2 separate regions of the Mus musculus genome follow, and region 1 is linked to region 2. The links are chromatin contacts, called in public HiChIP or PLAC-seq maps. All regions are on one chromosome and are shown on one strand. The core of a region is the stretch at or near the end of the contact, and the rest is flanking DNA. Distances in the headings are between cores, read along the strand shown. Region 1 has its middle 54 kb from the start of Gm30906. Region 2 has its middle 3.3 kb from the start of Gm30820.

The links. HiChIP or PLAC-seq counts read pairs in DNA pulled down with a chosen protein or histone mark.
Region 1: a contact with region 2 is called in a BATF HiChIP or PLAC-seq map of CD8 T cells, with 5 read pairs. The contact joins two enhancer-like sites. A contact is called at or near these places in 1 of 15 datasets of contacts at CTCF or cohesin (the NIH/3T3 cell line), 5 of 484 Hi-C or Micro-C datasets (ECoMG myeloid progenitors, bone marrow-derived macrophages, cerebral cortex and 2 more) and 2 of 115 datasets of contacts at active chromatin or transcription factors (CD8 T cells and embryonic stem cells).

What each region holds. Positions count from the first base shown.
Region 1 is chr10:8,119,905-8,124,849 of GRCm38.p6, forward strand. No RefSeq gene overlaps it. Among named protein-coding and RNA genes, the nearest start is that of Gm30906, 54 kb to the right of the region's middle. Within about 2 kb of position 2,152, at least 7 of the 459 cell types and tissues checked have an H3K27ac peak or open chromatin away from gene starts, as enhancers often do. A contact at or near this core is called in CD8 T cells, where this site is marked.
Region 2 is chr10:7,974,093-7,979,032 of GRCm38.p6, forward strand. No RefSeq gene overlaps it. Among named protein-coding and RNA genes, the nearest start is that of Gm30820, 3.3 kb to the right of the region's middle. Within about 2 kb of position 2,564, at least 34 of the 459 cell types and tissues checked have an H3K27ac peak or open chromatin away from gene starts, as enhancers often do. A contact at or near this core is called in CD8 T cells, where this site is marked.

The DNA.
Region 1 (4,945 bases), core at 902-3,401, 150 kb after region 2:
AGCCATACCAGCAGTGTATTAGCACTGACTTCTAACAACCTTTCAACAACTTTGAAGAACAAGAAGTGCTTCCAGATCAGCAGATCTTCCTCCCTGTCCAAGTTCATGCTCCTCCCTTGGCCTACCAAACTCCTGCTAGCACCGATAGCCAGGTACTGTAGCTTCTATAGCATAAGGACTGTTTCTTGGTCTACAAGGCTCAGAACTCCCCATTGTGACTTGGAAGACTTGATCCTGGCTATTGTGTGATGCTTAGTAGGACATAAGGGACTTTTTTGTAAGTTAGAGGATTTCATAATGTCTTTGAACAAGGGGTGAGCAATGTTAGACTTAACAGATGACAGCCTCAATGAATAGGCTACTTCTGCATTCCCTAGGGGCCAAAGGTTCTGGCCTTAAGATTTTAAGTGAACCAAGGCGTATGTCTCCATTCAAAGTCTCAGAGGACCACATAAATTGATACATAGACTCATAACTATGATAGTTTTCTCAAGTTTACATGCTATTTTTTTTCTATTCTGCGGTCTCCTTTCCTCACTTAGAAATAGACCCAGGCTCTTTTCCTGTATTTACAACATAAATTTGTTAGGTTATATCCTACAAAAAAATCACAATCATTCCAATGTTTTGAGCTTATTAGCATCATTGATGTGGTGGCTTGAATATGCTTGGCCCAGGGAATAGCACTATTAGGAGGTGTGCTAGGGTAGGTGTGGTCTTGCTAGAGTACGTGTGGTCTATTCTAGGAGTGGAAGGAAGAGTGTCACTGTTTGGGTGGGCTTTGAGACTCTTCTCCTAGAAGATCCAGTCTTCTCCCAGTTCCCTTTAAAACAAGATGTAGACCTCTCAGCTCCTTTTACAGCACCATATCTGCCTGGATGCTCCCATGCTTCCTGTCATGATGATCTACTTTAACAAAAAATATCCTATAAAAATGTGAATCTGGTCATGTCTCTTCTCTGTTCAAAATCTCTCAGTGGCCTCTGTGATGATTAATTTTAAGTGTCAATTTGTTACAACGCTGAATTTCCTTGGAAAATAATCTTAATTGGGGAGGAGTATTTAAACCAAGTTGGCCCATGGGCTTGTCTGTGGGAAACTGTCTTGATTACTAATTGAAGTAAAGACCCAGCCCATTGTGGGTGGCACCATTCCCTAGGCGAGGGGCCGTGAACAAAATAAAGCTAGGGGAAAGCAGAAGCAGTGAGTAAGCAGGCAGTAAGGGTCCATTCACTACTCTCTGCTCTTGACTGTGGATGTGGTATGACCCGCTATCTTAAACTCCAGCCATTGTGACTTCTACACATCATAGATTGTAACTGGGAACTTTAAGCTGAATAAATCCTTTCCTCCTCTCAATGAATTCTGATGAGGATGTTTTTATCACAGCAACAGAATGGAAGAAGAACAGCCTCACTTGTCACTTAGAGTGAAAGCCAAGGTCCTTGCATCAAGCCTAGCATGAATTGGCCTGTCTGACCTATTCATCATTTTAGCTTACTCTTCTGCCCATAACTTTTTTTTTTTCTCCCATCCACAGATTCCTTGTTATTTACTGGACACACTGGAGAGGGTTGAGGGTTTAATTCAGTGAAAAGAGTGTTTGCCTAGCAAACACAAAATCTTGGGTTGGGTCCCTAGATCTGAGAAGAGAGAGAGAGAGAAAGAGAGCAAGGAAGGAAGGGAGGGAGGGAGGGAGGGAGGGAGGGAGGGAGGGAGGAAGGGAGGAAGGAAGGAAGGGAGAGATCCATGTGGTGTCCCTTACCCCCTTTAAATGCTGCCTTCCCTCCCAATTCTGGATACCACTCCAGCCTCTATATTGCTCCTCTTTCTAGTCTCACCATAGAGTTTTGTCACATCTAAGTGCAACTCCTCACTCACGTGTCTCCCCCTTACCCCACCCCTCAGGATGTAGGTTCAAGAACAGCAGAAAAGTTTTGCCAGCTTTATCTGTTCCTGAAGAAACTAAAAGTGTGGTGGGCAGGAAGAGAAAGGGGTAGCTTATTAATGACAGAATCCTGCAAATGTGTCTAGTGTATGGCCAAGGAAAACTATGATTGCAGCAAAACATAAAATCATAAATGTTCTTGAATCATTATAAGATTTGGTGGCAGGAAGTGGGGTGGGTAACTTGCTTGTACAGCTCCATTTGGGTGTGCTTTGACAGTGTGATGTTGTAATGTCGAAAGGTTAGACAAGTGTGTCACTGATTGACCTCTGCAATCCGTGTGCTGCTTCTGCATTCCCAGAGAGATTTGTTGACCGAGTGAATAAACTTGCAACGGCTTTAGCATTGGTGCAGATTCTAAGTTAGCCACTTCCTGCAGGGGTTGCCACTGGTTTTGATCTGTTCCCAGTATGAACATCCTCAAGCAACCTGAGGAAAACAAACAATTCCAAAGTCAATTTCCAAGTCCCAATGAAACTCATATTTCTCACAGGACAAAAGTGACTTGAATAATTTAAGCAACTAAATAAACAACTTCATTGTTTTGATAATCTAGGGGCACAAAGCTTGCAGAAAAAAAAAGTAGAGGGAAAATGTGCTAACAGAATCAGCAAATCAATTTCCTTGCAGCCAGGCATGGTATGACTTGGGAGGCGGGATCAGGGTATCAGGAGTATAGATCTGTCTTTGGTGCTATGTCAAGTTTGAGACCAGCCTGCACTCTGTTTAAAAATAAAAACCAAAAATAGAATAGAATAGAATAGAATAGGATAGATAGATAAAGAAATTTTCTTCCTGACATGTGCATGTGATGTTTGTGGGAAGGTATGTTGAAGTACTTAAAGAAATTAATTTTTTATAAGGAAATCTTTTATCTTTCTCTCACGCACAGTCCATCCTGGTTATCCCTTATTTACTGTCTTGGCAATAGATGGGAACTTGTTATTTAACTCTGGCTTCTCTTTAATCTTCTTTTCTCCACTGTAAGTGGTCAGTGAGCAGCGTGCATCCCATCCTTTATCCCCATTTCCCTATTGAAAAAGAATTCCCACAAGCCCTGCCATAGTTAGGCCTCATCTTGGCCAGATCCCACAAGACCTAAGAAGTTAGAAAGAATCATTTCTCCAAATACTTTACCCGACGGCAGTGGTTCTCAACCTGTGGCTCGAGACCCTTTCAGGAGTCAAACAAACCGTTCACAGGGGTCAGTCATACATACAGCTGCATATCTGATAGTTATATTACAATTCATAACAGTAGTAAAGTTACAGTTACGAAGTAGCAACGAAAATAATTTTATGGTTGGGGATCATCACAACACAGGGAATTGTATTAAAGGGTCACAGCATAGAAAGGTTGAGAAGCTCTGCCCTAGAGGGAGTTTGGGTTTTTACATTGTAACACCCATGTCACAGTTAGGTCTTTAGCCAGCCAGTGCCAGGTTAGGTGGTGTACTGGCTGGTTTTATGTGTCAACTTGGCATGGTCTGTAGTTATCACCGAGAAAGGAGCTTCAGCTGGGTAAATGCCTCCACAAGATCCAGCTGTGGGGCATTTTCTCAATTAGTGATCAAGGAGGGAGGGCCCCTTGTGGGTGGGACCATCTCTGGGCTGGTAGTCTTGGTTCTATAAGAAAGCAAGCTGAGCAAGCCAGTGGAAGCAAGCCAGTAAGTAACATCCCTCCATGGCCTCTGCATCAGCTCCTGCTTCCTGACCTGATTGAGTTCCAGTCCTGACTTCCTTTGGTGATCAACAGCAATGTGGAAGATGTAAGCTGAATAAACCCTTTCCTCCCCAACTGCTTCTTGGTCATGATGTTTGTGCAGGAATAGAAACCCTGACTAAGACAGGTGGTGAGGCTAAAACTCATGTTGCCACAGCAGCACATGCAAATTTATTTATGTACCCTCGTAGGATATTTGATCCCACACAAAGAAAATATTAAACTTGGGCTGGTAGGTTGCAATAAAGACTTCTTACACTCAGGCCATTGCTGTTACAGTCGACAGCAACTGTGTTGCTGGTTGTCAAGTCTAACCTTGGTGGACAGTAGCAGTCAGTGACATTTTACCCATCTTAGGCTGACACCAAAGGGCATGGAAGTGCTTTTTATTTACAAGCACCAGTTGTCAGAAACAATTGGGAACTCCCTCTCTTGTAGCTTCAAGATGTTGCAAGTTCTTTTTCTTTTCAATACTTCATGTTGTAAGAATAGATTTTTTTTTATTTCTCATCTCCCAATCAAGCACCCAATACCTTTCTGACTATGTTTTTCATCATTAATTTCCCATGCTTGGATTAGCCTTGTGTGCAGAAATGATTATAGAAATGATAAAACAGATGATACAGTGAATTGGTACACAGTGTGGAATTTCATGAACCAAAAGACAGAAAAGTGTTGCAATCTGGGTGGAGCAGGAATGGGGGTGTGGGTATGTAGAAAAAAGATGTTATTAAAGTACTTCAGTGCTTGATTGGGTAAGCAGACAGAGCCCAGGGTTAACCCAGGACTCTGCTGGCTGGCCCAAGACTCATATAATGTCACCCAGACAACAGTGGAAGGTCTGATAGCAAATGCTTTAAATGGACTCTACCTGGTTGTGGTCAGCCAGCGATGCTCTGCTGATCATCAGTGGCTAAGTGGGCCAGTCTGAGCAAGAGTAATGGTGATGGCAATGTCCACATCGTTACATACGGTGTATATTTGTAAGGGCTGTGTAACTGGTGTAAGTGCTGATGTTATTAGACTGCATTTGCATACACTTTATCTGTCTCTGAGTTGCATGGCATTAAAAAAATTGATGCTTCTATGTTTTAAATTCTTATTAGTTGAGTCCACCCCAGAAGATGACCTCTGTCATTGTGTTGACTATACCTGGCAGGCTTTGAAGTATCTAACAAGTTCAGATGTTATATATATATATATATAGAATAATTGTAGCATAAATGTCTAAGGAAAACTTATTGTTATTTAACAGAGAATTTAGTGTTTTATGAG
Region 2 (4,940 bases), core at 1,314-3,813:
TGCTATACCAAAAGTCCCCCATAGCCACCCACCCCCTCTCCCCTACCCACCCACTCCCCTTTTATGGCCCTGGCGTTCCCCTGTACTGGGGCATATAAAGTTTGCGTGTCCAATGGGCCTCTCTTTCCAGTGATGGCCGACTAGGCCATCTTTTGATGCATGACCCTGATATAGCTGTCTCTTGTCAGAGTATGCCTGGGCCTAGCAAACATAGAAGTGGATGCTCACAGAGTTTACTTCTATGACTTGGTCCCTGAAGCTAAGGATTTGGAGTATGTCTTGCTCTGCTCTCTCCAAGCTCATTCGTTCCTGCCATTGCCTCTTCTGCGACTATTCCCACACACTAACATTGGATCTGATTTTTAACCATACCAGAGAGTGGTGGTGGTGGCAGGCAAAAGATGGTTCCAGAGCCAAGCCTGGAAAACAAACTCAAGCAAACAACAAACAACAAACTACAAAACAAAACTCTGCTGTGTCAAACTCAAGCCAGTCTCAAGGACAAACATTTGGTCGGAAAAGACTGAAGGAAAGAGAGTGATCCCAGTGAACTTCTTATAGGGTTATGTTGAATTTTAAAACAACTCACAGAACCATTTGATTTCACAGCTAGGGGAGAATTTAGGCGCTTTTTCATTAAGTTCTCTTATTTTACCTGCATAGAGAGTGAAGTGTTTTGCTCAAGGTCAGGGTTATTGGCAGACTGAAGTATACAGTCAGGACTGACTCTAGTGATACCATCTCATATCAGAAATTGCACGAGCTTGTCTTATCTGTGTGTTCTTTCTTTTATGCCAGGGAAATAGGACATTTTAGTCCCCGGAATCACATATACCTTGTATGAGCTTAAAATTCAATAATAAATAGGCATTTTATGATGGACTCTTATTTGGGCTCACTAGAAATAGAAGGTCTATCCATAGTTAACTGTGCTCTTAGCAAGATCCAGGTTTCTATTTATTTGTGCCTAGATTCAAAACGTCTCCAAGAATAATAAGAAAAACACTCTGTCTTCATTCAGAGCCTTCGTTTTTATCCAGTACAGAGAGCAGGAAAGAACAGAATTATCTTGAGTCCTACACACTCTTAGGGCTTAGCTTTCCTCTGTGAGCTGGTAAGCTGGAGCTCACCAATATACACTAAGATAATTGTTAGAGCCTTTTGACCAGCATCAGATATTTCAATCCAGGGCTAGACACTCAGATGAAATATTTTCACTGAAGTCAGATTCTTGACATAGTTTCCCCACCTCCACCCCAATGCCTTTCATTTTCTGTTAAATATGAGATATGGAAAAATGTTAACAATTGTACAGTTAAAGAACAAACATAAGCCCCGTCCTCATTTGGCATGAGAGAGAAGATTTAATCCAATCCCCAGCGGGAAGTGTTGATTGATAATAAAGTAAAAAACAGCAGGGGCGGGTGGAATGCACTTAGACAGTTATGGAATTAACCCCTATAGCTGGGATTATTTTACAATTTAAGAAATTTTATCGGGAGAAAATGAGTTTATGTTATTTGCTCCTAAAATAAGAAAAATGAACATTTCTATGTGACCTAAAACATCTTCAATATTTTAATTATTTCTTAGAGAAAAACAGGAAACTCTTGCTTCCTAATTCATAAATAAATCAAAGAGACCAGGTAACTGATTTGAGATCACGCGAGGGTAGTAAATAGTAAATTCTTCTGCTGATGCTGCCTTTTTGTTTCGTTGAGGCAGAATCTCACTGTGTAGCTCCAGCCTGGAACTCACCATGTAGACCAGGCTGGCTGCAAATTTGCAAAGAGCCACCTGCCTCTGTTTCCTGAGTGTTGGGATTAAAGGTGTGCATCACCATGCCTGGCATGTACTGCATTCTTGATTTAAAATGACATCTTTCTACCTTTAACATTGCATGTTTTACCCCAGAGAAAAATGTGTTCCCACATGTGGGAAGCCACATGTGCCGTTGCAGAGTAGCGCTGACTACTGCTGGCCACCACACATAAGTTTGGACAAACAACCAATGTGTACATATGCAGTAAAGTTTTTTGCAAAGACACTGCCTGGCCCGGGCATGATAATGAGGCTTTGAGAGTATAACCAATCAGATGTGAGACATGCAAATGAGGTTTGATAATGAGGCTCTGTGAGGTACAGAGAGAGAGAGTAGCCAATCAGATGAGGAACATGCAAATGAGGCTTAGTGCATAACCAATCCGGGTGTGAGACACGCCTCTCCTAGGCCTATATAAGCAGCACCAGTTCTGGGCTCGGGGTCTCTTCGCCTCTGCAATCAAGCTCTCCTAATAAACGTGTGCAGAAGGATCCTGTTGCAGAAGGATCCTGTTGCAGCGTCGTTACTGCTGGCCAGTCCGGCGCACGCAAGACCTACAGCTTATCACAACGACCCACGCGACTCCAAACCATCAGAATAACTGTGACGATAATTATTGGTATGTTTGCATGGGGCTTGTCCCTCAGCGAGCACGTGTGCACGGGTGGGGGTTGGTCCTCTGTGTGGCAGTATCAAGGTACAGAAGCATTGAGAAGTGGGGCCTAGGAGGAAGTACTATTGAGGTTATTGTGCCAGCTGCCTTCAGTGGGGTTAATGTGGTTCTGGTGGAATCCAGTCAGCTCTCACCACAGCTGGCTGTGATAACCGGTTGTTGTCTAGTTTGCTTCCTTGCTGTCACCATCTTGCATGTGCCTTTCCTATACTGCTACCAGAGGCTGAGGAGTAGAGCGATGCAATTGTAGGCTTAGAATTTTGAAAACCTACTTTCATAAGGGTTCTCCTTAAAACTTTTTTGACAGTTTGGAATTTGGCAAATGAAAATAGATGATGAGAATGCATTGTATATGGTATACACTTTTAATGAAGCCCATAATTATATATAATTAACATACCTCGAATAAAACATTAAAAAGAAGAAGATAGGATTTTTTTTTTTTTTTTTTTTTTTTTTTTTTTTTTTGGTTATAGTTCTGGTTGATCCAGGAAGTGTGGAATTCTGGACTCTGTCAATTATTTAACAGTCTGATGACCTTGGTCTGGTTTTTTTTTTTTTTTTTTTTTTTTTTTGGCTCAAGGGTCCCTCATGACAGGGAAATTGAGACAGGAAAGTGACTTGCTTGATGCAGTTTTCAGCATCATATCTACAATTAGGAAGCAGAGATGGATGTTTGTGCTCACGTTTCCTCTTTATACACAATCTTGAATCCCAGCCCAGGGAATGGCTGAACCCACAATAGGCCATCTTCCTAAAGTTAGTTAACCTAATTAAGATTATCCCCCATTCCCACAGGTCCGTCTTCCAGTGGACTTAAGATCTCAACTAGAAAATTGAAATTAGCTATTATAGGTCTTTTAAGAGGTAACGTTATCATGAGGTTGTTAAGACCAATCCTAATCTGATATGACCACTGTCCCTCTGCCCTTGTAAGTTAAAGGGGGCTGTGGAGATGCCCCAGTTGGGGAAGGGTGCTTGCTGATAGTATGGAGTACCTGCATTTGATCTTCAGAATCCATACAGTGAAGAGAGAACTCACTTTCGAAAACTGTCCTCTGACTCCACATATAAGCCATAGTGCATGCATGCACAGCTAGCTAAAGCAACATACATTTAAAAAATGAACAAATTGGAATATAAACAGACACCAAAGGGAGATCACACAAAGTCAGGGAGGAGGCAGCCACCTGCAAGCCTCAGAAAGAGGCTGAAACATCTTCTCTCACAGCCTTCTATAGCCGGTCTTAGCTACTTTCCTCTTTTTCTCACCCTTTATCCCCCTGGTTTCACCCCCATCACTAGATAGGAGAAAAAGAAGGATAGAGAGGAGAGATAGATCCTGAACCTATTTTCTTTCTTATTGTTTCTTCTTTGAGCACCACTACTGACCACAACCAACCTCCCTGGATGACCAACAACCATCCAGACCTCTCGAAGGCCCCTAACATCTATATACCCTCTGAAAGTGCCGAGAATTCCAAATGTCACACAGTTACTGGAACCATCTGCAGCTGGAAATCACGCCCCTGCTGGAGCATGAGGCAAGTCATAGTCAGCTTCTATGAAGAATCTGAAGCAGCCCGATATCCCACACCTGGGATCAAAACAAAACCGTATTCTTATACTTCTCTGTGTGTGGGTTTTTTCTTAAGAAACCAAAATTCCAAAATTGTCACTATAGCCCTCAGAAGGAACCTACTTTGTAGACACTGTGATGTTGCAATTTTGTATCCAGGACCTTGAGCAAATAACTATCTCTGATTCAAACCAGTAGATACTTTGTTGGCCCCAGAAAACTCACAAAAACTAAAGAGAGTAAAGTCAGAAACTTTGAAATTGGATGCCTAGCTTGCACAGAAATGCCAGGGTTTATAGCTCATCACTCACAACTTTGTATTTTTTGTCAGCCCCCCCCACCCCCAGGAGAACTAAGTTTGCTATTTCATGTTTGATACTTTCTTGTCTCTGCCATGGAAACAATAGTAATAATAATTTTTAAAACTCACTTTATTGGATTTACTGTGTGTCTTAGTTAGGGTCTGCATTGCTGTGAAAAGACACCACAAACAAGGCAACTCTTATAAGGACAACATTTAATTGGGGCTGGCTTACAGGTTCAGAGGTTCAGTCCATTATCATCAAGGTGGGAGTATGGCAGCGTCCAGGCAGGTATGGTGCTGGAGAAGCTGAGAGCTCTCTACATTTTGTTCCAAAGGCAAACAGGAGCAGACTGACTCTTCTACACTGGGAGGAGCGTCAAACCCATGCCCCCACACTGACACACTTCCCCCAACAAGGCCACACCTCCTAACAGTACCACTTCCTATGGGCCAAGCATATTCAAACCACCACACTGTTGTCAGGAAGCTTAGCTTGAGAAGGTGGTTTCTGGAGTCATTATTATTTTTAAGAGCAGCCTAGCTCGTTTGGAAAACCACTCTG